Linked DNA regions of Mus musculus: region 1 is linked to region 2. Evidence: chromatin contacts called from public HiChIP or PLAC-seq data. All regions are on one chromosome and are shown on one strand. The core of a region is the stretch at or near the end of the contact, and the rest is flanking DNA. Distances in the headings are between cores, read along the strand shown. Region 1 overlaps Nfix (nuclear factor I/X). Region 2 holds the start of Prkaca (protein kinase, cAMP dependent, catalytic, alpha).

Region 1 (4,689 bases), core at 1,487-3,986, 740 kb after region 2:
CACCACTTGGGAAAGGAGCACCACCCCCACCCCAGTCCTCCCGAGGGTACCTCTCTCGGGCACCTTGGGCCCCGGCCCAGCTGGCCTGCAGCTTCTGACCTCGCCCGGGGCGTGTGCCCCGCAATCCCACAGCGCCCACAGCCCGACTGTCCTCGACCGACCGAAGAGGCGCACGCGGCCGGGCAGGGACCCTCTTTCGCTAGCTCTTAGCTCTGACCCTGTTTAGCCAACCGAACTGAAAAATCATTGCACTTTGACCGCGCGTCACGCCCGGCCCGCCCGGCCCCCCACCCTGGGGCTCCCTCCCCTCGCACAGGGAGGCCTCCCCCCGCTGGACGTCCACCCCGGCCTGGCCCTCGACGCCGCAGGGGAGGGCTTCGCTCAACTTCCACACAGAACGCAGGGACAGCCGCCTCGCAGCCCCGAGCTCCCTGCTAGCGGCCATTCTCCTGTTCAGGGCCGCAGCCTCACCAACTAGATTCTCAATAAATAAAGCCCACAACCCACCCCCACGTGGTGCAATGTTGGACCGACTTTCGGAAGATCCTGACCTGTGCTTTGTGTTTTCATACCGGAGAGAGGCGCATGGCCTTGAGAACGGGCCTGGGAGGGGAGATGCAGGGAAGGAGGACTAAGGCACAGAAAGACAAGCCAGAGGGGCCCAGTCACCCTGCAGGGGGTCTGGCGTGCTCGCGTTCCCCTCCCTCCCAGGGGGCTTCTCAAGACCCTCTGGACAAGCCTCCGCCATCCCTTACTGGAGGAGGGGGCTGGGAGGAGAACTGCTTCCTGTGGTGTGTTACGAAATTGTTCCCAAGTTGCTCAAACAGAGGAGTTCCCAACTGCAAACAGCGAAAGACCCAAACAATGACTGCCCCACCCCTAAATAAAGAGGAAAGACATTACAGCTAAAATCTAGGGAGAAGTGGCCACGGGGCGTGGTGGGAAGGGAAGGGGACCAGAAAGCTCCAGAACACTCTTTTAAAAGGATGACACCCCCCACCCTCCACAGGAACTCAAAGTCTCGAGAGCAGGACGCCTACCTAGCGCAGGTGGAGGCTGCCTTGTCCTCCTCGCTCAGCTCCGGGGGCCCTTTCTGCTCCACTCTCAGCCGGCCCCTGGAGGGCTGTGTGCAGCAAGGGCAGGGGCAGGGCAGAGGGGCGGAGCAAGGGCACCTGCATGCAGGGCTGGGGTGCGGGGCGACCTGGGGCCGACTCCCTTCACTAGGGGCGTGGCAGAGGGCAGCAGCCCTTGCGTCCTGCGGGCGTGGAAGAAGGTGCCTATGCTGGGCTGGGCGTCCAGTCCAGAGCATTCTGACTTTCCTGTGTGCTGTACAGAGGGTGTCCAGCCCGAGAACTGCCCGGGCGGTTCAAAATGGGGTGGCAGAACACCCTCTATTCTGGACTCAGGCTGAATTCAGTTAGCTCTAAGAAGCATCCCTTACCTACCCGGGAACGCCCTAGCCTGGTCCAGAGCAGCTGGGGCCAGAAGCCTGAGCAGAGGCTCCCAGGAAGGGCAAGAGAGGTTGGGGAGTGGGGGGTGGGGTGAGGGAAAGAGACGAAGTCCGGAGGGGAGCTCGAATGTCTACTATTGTTACGAGCTGTTCCTCTGGGCTCCTTGGGAAGCTTAAGTCCAGCGGAGGGTGGGGTCCCCAGGAACTGCCAGGGTGGCCGGCCAGTGAGCTGGCTGCTCCTTCCTGGGAAGGCCAGGCTGAGTAGGAGGAAGGCAGTCTTGTTGCATCCTTTCTTTCTGTTTGTCCTCTGCTTAGCAGAGTCCGCTTAGCATGCTTCTTTCTGCTTGGCTGCTGGTGTACAGCTCCGCTGAGACCCCTTTCCGAGGACTCCCAGAACTGGGCGGCTTTGGAACGCGGGGGTACCAGGGCTGGAGGAGGGAAGGGCTGAGTGGCTGACGACGTCTAAGTTTTGCTTTTCGGTGGGGCTGGGCTGGGGGATATTTCCATGTCTCAAAATTTCTTCTCCCCCATTTTGAGGAACCTCTTTTTTTTTTTTCCTTTTTTAAATTTAGTTGTTTCTTTGTTGATCTTAATCAGAGGAACCAGGACTGTAATGGGATCAGGAAAAAAAAAAAGCGACCGTGAGAACAGCTGGGGCAGGTCCCAACTCCCATTTCATCCCGCCCCCCCACCCCATGATCTCCAACCTCTACAGTGAGCTCCCGGGAGAGGGGCCAGGGTGCTGAGCATCAGACCCCAATGGAGGAAGCCAAATCATTCTCTCCACCCTCTGAGGGAATCCCCCCCAGACCCCAGTGCAAGAGTCCAGCTGGCCTTCCCGTGGGCACGGTGCCCAGCGGGTGGGACCCCCATGGCTGGCACTGGCACAGACCTGGGATCTGGCCATGTTTGCAATTGTTTAGGTTTTTGTGTGGAACCTGGAAGGTGGGGAGGATGCCAGGCTGGGGCTTTTGTACCCACAGGGGTTGGGGGAGTAGGGTGGGGGTGGCCCAGCTTGAGTTCTTGCTGAGTTTTCTTTCTGTCCCTTTGGATTAAAAGCAGAAATTCACGTCTGTACATCCCAGCCAACGTCCTGTCCCTCAGGCTGAAAGACTTGGGGGCAGGGAACCACATGGCTTCAGCTCTACTAGGGCCAGGACTGGGGGAGGGGGCCAGAGCCCACCCACCCTGACCGGTCGTGGGCCTTTTGGGCACCAGACTGGGGAAGGAGCTTTCTGAAGCACACTACGGTGGATATTGCTTCCCCCAGGGAAGCCAGCAGGGGGCGCTGCCTTCCCGTATATAGGGCCCTGCTGGCAGTGAACACACAGTATACACAGGGTGAACCCCTGGGGCTGGCTGCTTGGCAACGCCCTCCATCAAAGGCTTGAGTCTGGTTTCCAGTCCAAGAGTGAGTGGAGGACTCTTCTCCAGACCTCTTCTTTGCTTGGGTACCTGGCAGTATCATCACAACAAAATGAGGGTCCGTGATATCGCAACTAGGGATATCATCTTGGAGCTCTATCTCCTAGACTTGGGTCTACAGTACCAGACAGACAGATGCGCGCGCGCGCGCGCGCACACACACACACACACACACACACACACACACACACACACACACACACACCAGATATACACTCTACACACCAGATGTTTCCTCATTCCACCCTTGTCTCAAGCCCACACTGATGCTAGGCACACACAGAATGTATGACCTTGAGCTGCTTATAGTCACAGTCCTCAGGCAACAGAACTCAGATGCAGGGAGTGGGTAAGAGCCTGTGGTCCTATTTGCTGCGTGTGCACCAACCATGAGCAGGCTGGAAGCAAATGTCTGTGCTCTGCCTAGGTAGAGTCCAGCCTGTTAAATTGGGGTGAAGGTGCCAGGCTCCCGGAGTGGCCAACTTTTCAAAAGAAGCCAGAGATTCAGGCAGAATTTCATGTGAAAATTTCCAATGTTTAAAATATTGCCAGAGCCAGCCATGGTAGTACATGACTTTAATCCCAGTAGGTGGATCTCTCAATAGCTGGAGGCCAGCCTGGTCTACATAGTGAGTTCCAGGACAACCAGGGTTACATTGAGACACCCTGTCTCAAAAATAAACACACTATTAGAAGCCAAAACTGGTGGCTTATTTTTGTAATCTCAGCACTTAGAGGCAAGAAGATTGTGTGTAATTTGAGTACAGGGCTTCACAGTGAGTCCTAGGCCAGCCTGGGCTACAGAGTCAGGCACTGCCTTGAAATTCAGAGAAACAAAAAATACTATTGGATCTAGGTGTGATGGAACTTGCTAGTAATTCCAACACACAGGAGGCTACACAAAGGGACCAAGTTTGAGGTCAGCCTATTATATCCTGGCTCAAAAACAAAATAAAAATAAAAACCCCACCACTATTGGGGCTAGGAGTATGGCCTTGTCTAGCATATCTGAGGCCCTGGGTTCCAACTCTTATTTAAAAAAGCAAAAAAATGCCGGGCAGTGGTGGCGTACGCCTTTAATCCCAGCACTTGGGAGGCAGAGGCAGGTGGATTTCATAGTTCAAGGCCAGCCTGGTCTACAAAGTGAGTTCCAGGACAGCCAGGGCTATACAGAGAAACCCTGTCTCAAGAAAAAAAAAAACAACAACAACAACAACAACAACAAAAAAACAAAACCAACCAAACAAACAAAAGAACCAAACCAAAAACCAAATCAAAAAGGTAAAACATTACTATTCCAATATTGATCAGCTCACACTGGACTCTGTCCCTCAGGCTCTGGTTTGAGACTGTATTAAGTGCCCGTGTGAAACGGGGTCATTAAACACAGGAATTAGCGATGGATTTGGAGAGGTGGTATCTTGTTCCTTTAGTCCCAGCATGTAAGGACCTGAACTCAATTCCTAAGCCTAAAGGTGGAAAGAGAGAAGTGACTGAAAAGACGTGTCTTCTGATTTCCACACGCATCCAGTGGTGCACACGCCCACATGCAGGCATTACACACACTCGTGAACAAACATACACAAATAAAGCAAAATAAAGTTCCATCTTCAAAGAGCCTCTAGAATCTTCTGTGGCAGTGATATTTGAGATGTGCTGCCTGAGGCAGTCACTAATAGTGCCATGGTTTATGAGCATGGACGCTTGAACTGTGACTTGTGGAGTCAGGTGTGGAGATGAGCCTCGTCCCTCAGGAATGTTAGGTGAGCGTTCTACTACCGAGCTCTCCATGTCTCTCCAGCCATAGCTTTTCT
Region 2 (4,354 bases), core at 1,628-4,127:
GCTGCTACATGTATGCTATTGTGATTGCAGTGTGTATATTAAAAGGTTTTATATTAAAAGTTTTGGTTGTCTTAAGAATAAAAGCACTTCATCTAGATTGTTTTGCTTTTTTCTCTCCCCTCTCCTCCGTCCACCCACTCACACATAGCAGGCCTGGGATTCATTCTGTAGACCAGAGATCCACCTGCCTCTGCCTCTGCCTCCTCTGCCTCGAGTGATAGGATTAAAAGTGTACAATACCATACCTGCAAAAGGGTTGTTTTAATGTTGGTTTTTTTTGTTGTTGTTGTTGTTGTTGTTGTTGTTGTTGTTGTTGTTTTTCGAGACAGGGTTTCTCTGTGTAGCTCTGGCTGTCCTGGAACTCACTTTGTAGATCAGGCTGGCCTCGAACTCAGAAATCTGCCTGCCTCTGCCTCCCAAGTGCTGGGATTAAAGGCATGCGCCACCACTGCCCAGCTTAATGGTTATTTTGTTTTGTTTGGTTGTTTTTCTTTAGGGTTTATGGTGGTGGTGGTTTTGTTGTTTTGTTGTTTTTTTACGGGGGTGGGGGGAGAGGTTGGTTTGTTAGTTTGTTTTTTAGGTTTTTTTGTTGTTGTTGTTTTGTTTTTGTGTGTCTTTTTTGAAATAGAGTTTCTCTAGTTATCCTGGAACTTGATCTGAGACAAGGCTGGCTTCAAACTCAGAAATCTACCTGCCTCTGCCTCCCATGTGCTAGGATTAAGGGCATGCTCTACCTTGCCTGGATTAAAACTTTTTTTTTAATTTTATTTTATGTGTTTTGGGTATTTTGCCTGTATGGGCCGGCTGTGTACCACGACTGGTGTCTGCAGAGACCAGAAGAGGGCTTTGGAGCTTCTAGAAGTGGCTGTGAATCTCCATGTGGGGAGCTGGGAATTGAACCAATCCTCCAGAAAGCAGCCAGTGCTCTTAAGTCAGCTGGTGCCTGTAAAAAGTTTTGTAATATGCTGTTTTCTTTTTTGTCCTTCTGTGGCTGAACAGCTTTGTCACTTTCATATCATGAGTAACTTCTTGTCCTTACAGTGGCTGGACCTTCTCCCTTTGCTTGCTCCCCTAATTCCAGTCTCAACTAGTTGTACAGTTTGCACCACAACCTGGGGGTCAAAGCCTATTTTTCTTTGCCCATTTTTTTTTTTTAATTTTGGTTCTGTTTTGTCCAAGCTTAAGTATGCCAGCTGTTCAATAGATGGCGGCCAGTGATTTTTTTCTCACTCTGACCTTGACCCACAGGCATAGAGCAACATTGTGACCCAAGGACACACAGAGCCACAATTTAGATAATTTCACTTAGCTGTGGCAAAACTCCCCAAATCAGAGATGGAGTATTTGTCTGTTCAGCCAACTCGCATAATCCAGAGGAACCGTACTTTCTGGCAGGGTACTTTCCCCCTCGGGGACTGCAGCTGACCTAGTAGCAGGAGTACATATAGTTATTGGCTTAGAAGCTGGTTGTGCATTGTTGAGCAGTGAGTCTATAGGTATATGTACCTCAGAGTCAACTACCCTTTGGAGTCCAGGAGAGGTAGCTCATCGTCCACTCAGCACCGTCCACCCAGCACCGTCCACCCTGGCCACCCTCTATTACAGAGCTCTGGTGAGGGTAGGGATAATTTGTTTCCAAGAGTACATTTAGCAGTATCTGGAGATGTTTGTGTTGTCCCAGGCAGCAGACAGATGGAAGAGTACCAGCATCCAGAGTGTGAGGGTGGGGTTCTGATATCAACCTAGTGTGCAGGAGACCCTCCAGCAGAGTGCTCAGGCCCCTGGTGTCAGTGGCAAGGTGGGAAACTGACCACGTTCTGACAGTGCAGACTTGAAAGAACACCGAGTGAGGTTCTAGTTCAGTGGTACAATGCTTACTTCGCAGGGAGTATGCATCGTGTTCAATCCCCAGCATTGCATAAAAACAAAATTTAAAGATGAGCATCCAGAAGGAAGGAGAACGGCTCTCTTCCTGCCCAAAAGGGGCAGGTTATGTTGGTCATGTCTAGGCAATGGAGATTAGTTAAGAGCAAGGAACTAGCCTGACCGAGCCTCCATAAAATGGGAGTATGGCAGGCCCAACGTGCAAGGTACAAGAAGTAATGCACTTGGCTGGCGTCCGTAGTTACTACTTTTCAGGGGCCTAGGGTTGAGCCTTAGCAAAGAGTGTAGATACTCTGAGTCTCCTCCCAGCACGCCCTCAGTTCTGGGTCCAACATCCCCTTGCAGCTCCAGTTGTGTCGCGAGCAAACCAAAGCGGACCCCGAGCTAGTTGGGTCACGGCTGCCCAGTGTCGGGCCTCCTTATGAATGACACCGAACGGCGCCCGGCGACCCTTGACCCTCGGCGCCAGCCCGCCCCTCCCCCCCTGGCAGGTGGACAGCCGCTGCGCCGGCCCGCCGTGGCGTCAACCTCTGGCCCGTGGCCGCTGCCGCACTGGGCAGGGGCGGGAGACTGCAGCGCGCACATTGCCGCACGGGCGTCCGCCGGGCCGCCTCCCGCACCTCGCAGCGCCTGCCACCCAGCCACCCTCCAGCCGCCGCAGCCTCCGCCCCGCCCGCTGCCCGGGCCGCAGCCTGAGCCGCTGCCCCGCCCTCTCACCCCGGGACTGACACTAGCCGGGGCCGCCTGTCTCCGCCAATCGACGGCTTCGCAGGGGCAGCCCCAAGCCCTCTCGGGCTTCTCGGCCAATCACGTGCGTTCGCCCGCCCGACTGCGGCCTCACGAGCCCGTGAGTGGCGGAGAGTCTGCAACTCGCGTCACTCATCCAGGAGCCTATGGTGGCGCGGGAGGGTTCCGGAGGGCCAATGGACAGCGGCGTAGGGCTGTCAGTCAGGGAGGCCTGAACCAATGGGCGGTGGGCTGCGGGGGCGTCACGGACAGAGGACTTGGGCTGAGGCTCCCCCGCGGGCGGGCGCAGAGAGACGCGGGAAGCAGGGGCTGGGCGGGGGTCGTGGCGCCGCAGCCAGCGCAGCCAGCCCCAGGGGCCGCCGCCTCCGCTGCCCAGCGCGCTCCGGGGCCGCCGGCCACCTTAGCACCCGCCGCGTCGCAGCTCCGGGACTGGCCCCGGCCGCGACGCCGCCGCGATGGGCAACGCCGCCGCCGCCAAGAAGGGCAGCGAGCAGGAGAGCGGTGAGTGCCCGGCCGTCACCCTGATCTTCACTGCGTGCGGCCTGCCCGCGCAATGCCCATCACTGCATGGCCCCTCCCCCATATGCCCCCCCAATCTTGTCTGCCTGCACCCCTGCCTGCTGCCTGTTCACGTTGGGGTCGGATCACCGCAGAGATACTTTGCCCCCAGTAGGGCCTGGTGCCCATGGCCTACCATCCCCCACTGCAAAGGCCGTGCCCCCCCACCCAGCTGTCACTGCCAACCATTGCATGTATGACCGCCGGGGCCCCAGATGAGGCCCTGTCACCACACCAACCCCTCTTCTCCTAGTCCCTTTCTCCAGATTCTATACCCCCTCCCACTTCGTCACTTACCTTTCCCACACAGCGCCCCAATGCCTGACCCTGATCCAGGCTCCTGCCAGTTTCGGGAGTGCTGTGGGGTCCACGCTGCAGGGACCTTGGCCACTTGGTGACCACACCCCTCCCCCTCCAGCCCCCGCCATCTTTCTCCTACCCCTGCCCGATTCACCTCATCACAGCTCCCACCTCCAAGCCACCCCCACCCCCATGAGCATTTCCCGGGGCCACCTCCTGCATTGTTTTTCCCTTCTGTGTCACTTGGCATGGGGGACAAGATCTTTCTGGGTCCCTCTGCCCCTCTCATCCTGTCACTCCACCTCCTCCGTGCATTCGTCTGGCCCTGGCTGGGGTGGCAGACTGTTTATGAACCTAGAGAGCTGCTTCTGCGCTTCCTTATCCAAGTTGGAGCTGGTCTTGCTCAGAGCCATTACGTCTGTCCTTTTTCTTGGGTTGCGGGTGAGGTAAAGCGGCAGAGCACCCTCCTGGCCTACCCTGAGGTCTGGGTTCCTTAGAAGGCCCCTCAATAAATGGTCGTTTCACAACTGCGGTTCTGTCGTTCACCCAGCCCCTGGGGCTGGTTTGAAACTGCGGATGAAATGAATAGCAAAGGCTCATTCCACTGAATGGGGATGGTCAGAAGAATTGCGCGCATTGGGGTAACGCCATCCAGCAATAGGTGACAGCTAATGATTTGGTTTGCTTAAGACAGATGGATTCTGTGCATACCGAGGGCTCACCCAGAGGGAGGTATATCCACACACACATACACACACCCCCCCCCCAAAAAAAAAACCATGCTGAATTTTTCTAGCCAGGGAAAAAAAAGTGATTCTATATTTGAAATTACTTCAGAAAGGGCCTTGGGCCCTGTCCCCCAGTG

Evidence for each region. HiChIP or PLAC-seq counts read pairs in DNA pulled down with a chosen protein or histone mark.
Region 1: a FOXA1 HiChIP or PLAC-seq map of pancreatic cancer cells shows a contact between it and region 2. The contact joins the enhancer-like site here to the promoter of Prkaca in region 2. A contact is called at or near these places in 3 of 39 promoter capture datasets (the HPC-7 cell line, cranial neural crest and embryonic stem cells), 1 of 115 datasets of contacts at active chromatin or transcription factors (pancreatic cancer cells) and 2 of 9 other capture datasets (adipose tissue and liver).

What each region holds. Positions count from the first base shown.
Region 1 is chr8:84,706,620-84,711,308 of GRCm38.p6, forward strand. Nfix (nuclear factor I/X) reads right to left here. Exons shown (of 11, transcript NM_001371053.1): 11 at 1-2,058. The coding sequence ends at 2,044. Among named protein-coding and RNA genes, the nearest start is that of Lyl1, 7.5 kb to the left of the region's middle. Within about 2 kb of position 2,737, at least 37 of the 459 cell types and tissues checked have an H3K27ac peak or open chromatin away from gene starts, as enhancers often do. A contact at or near this core is called in liver and pancreatic cancer cells, where this site is marked.
Region 2 is chr8:83,970,101-83,974,454 of GRCm38.p6, forward strand. Prkaca (protein kinase, cAMP dependent, catalytic, alpha) reads left to right here and starts at 2,878. Exons shown (of 10, transcript NM_008854.5): 1 at 2,878-3,132. The coding sequence starts at 3,087. It overlaps Asf1b (anti-silencing function 1B histone chaperone), which reads left to right. Exons shown (of 4, transcript NM_024184.2): 4 at 1-95.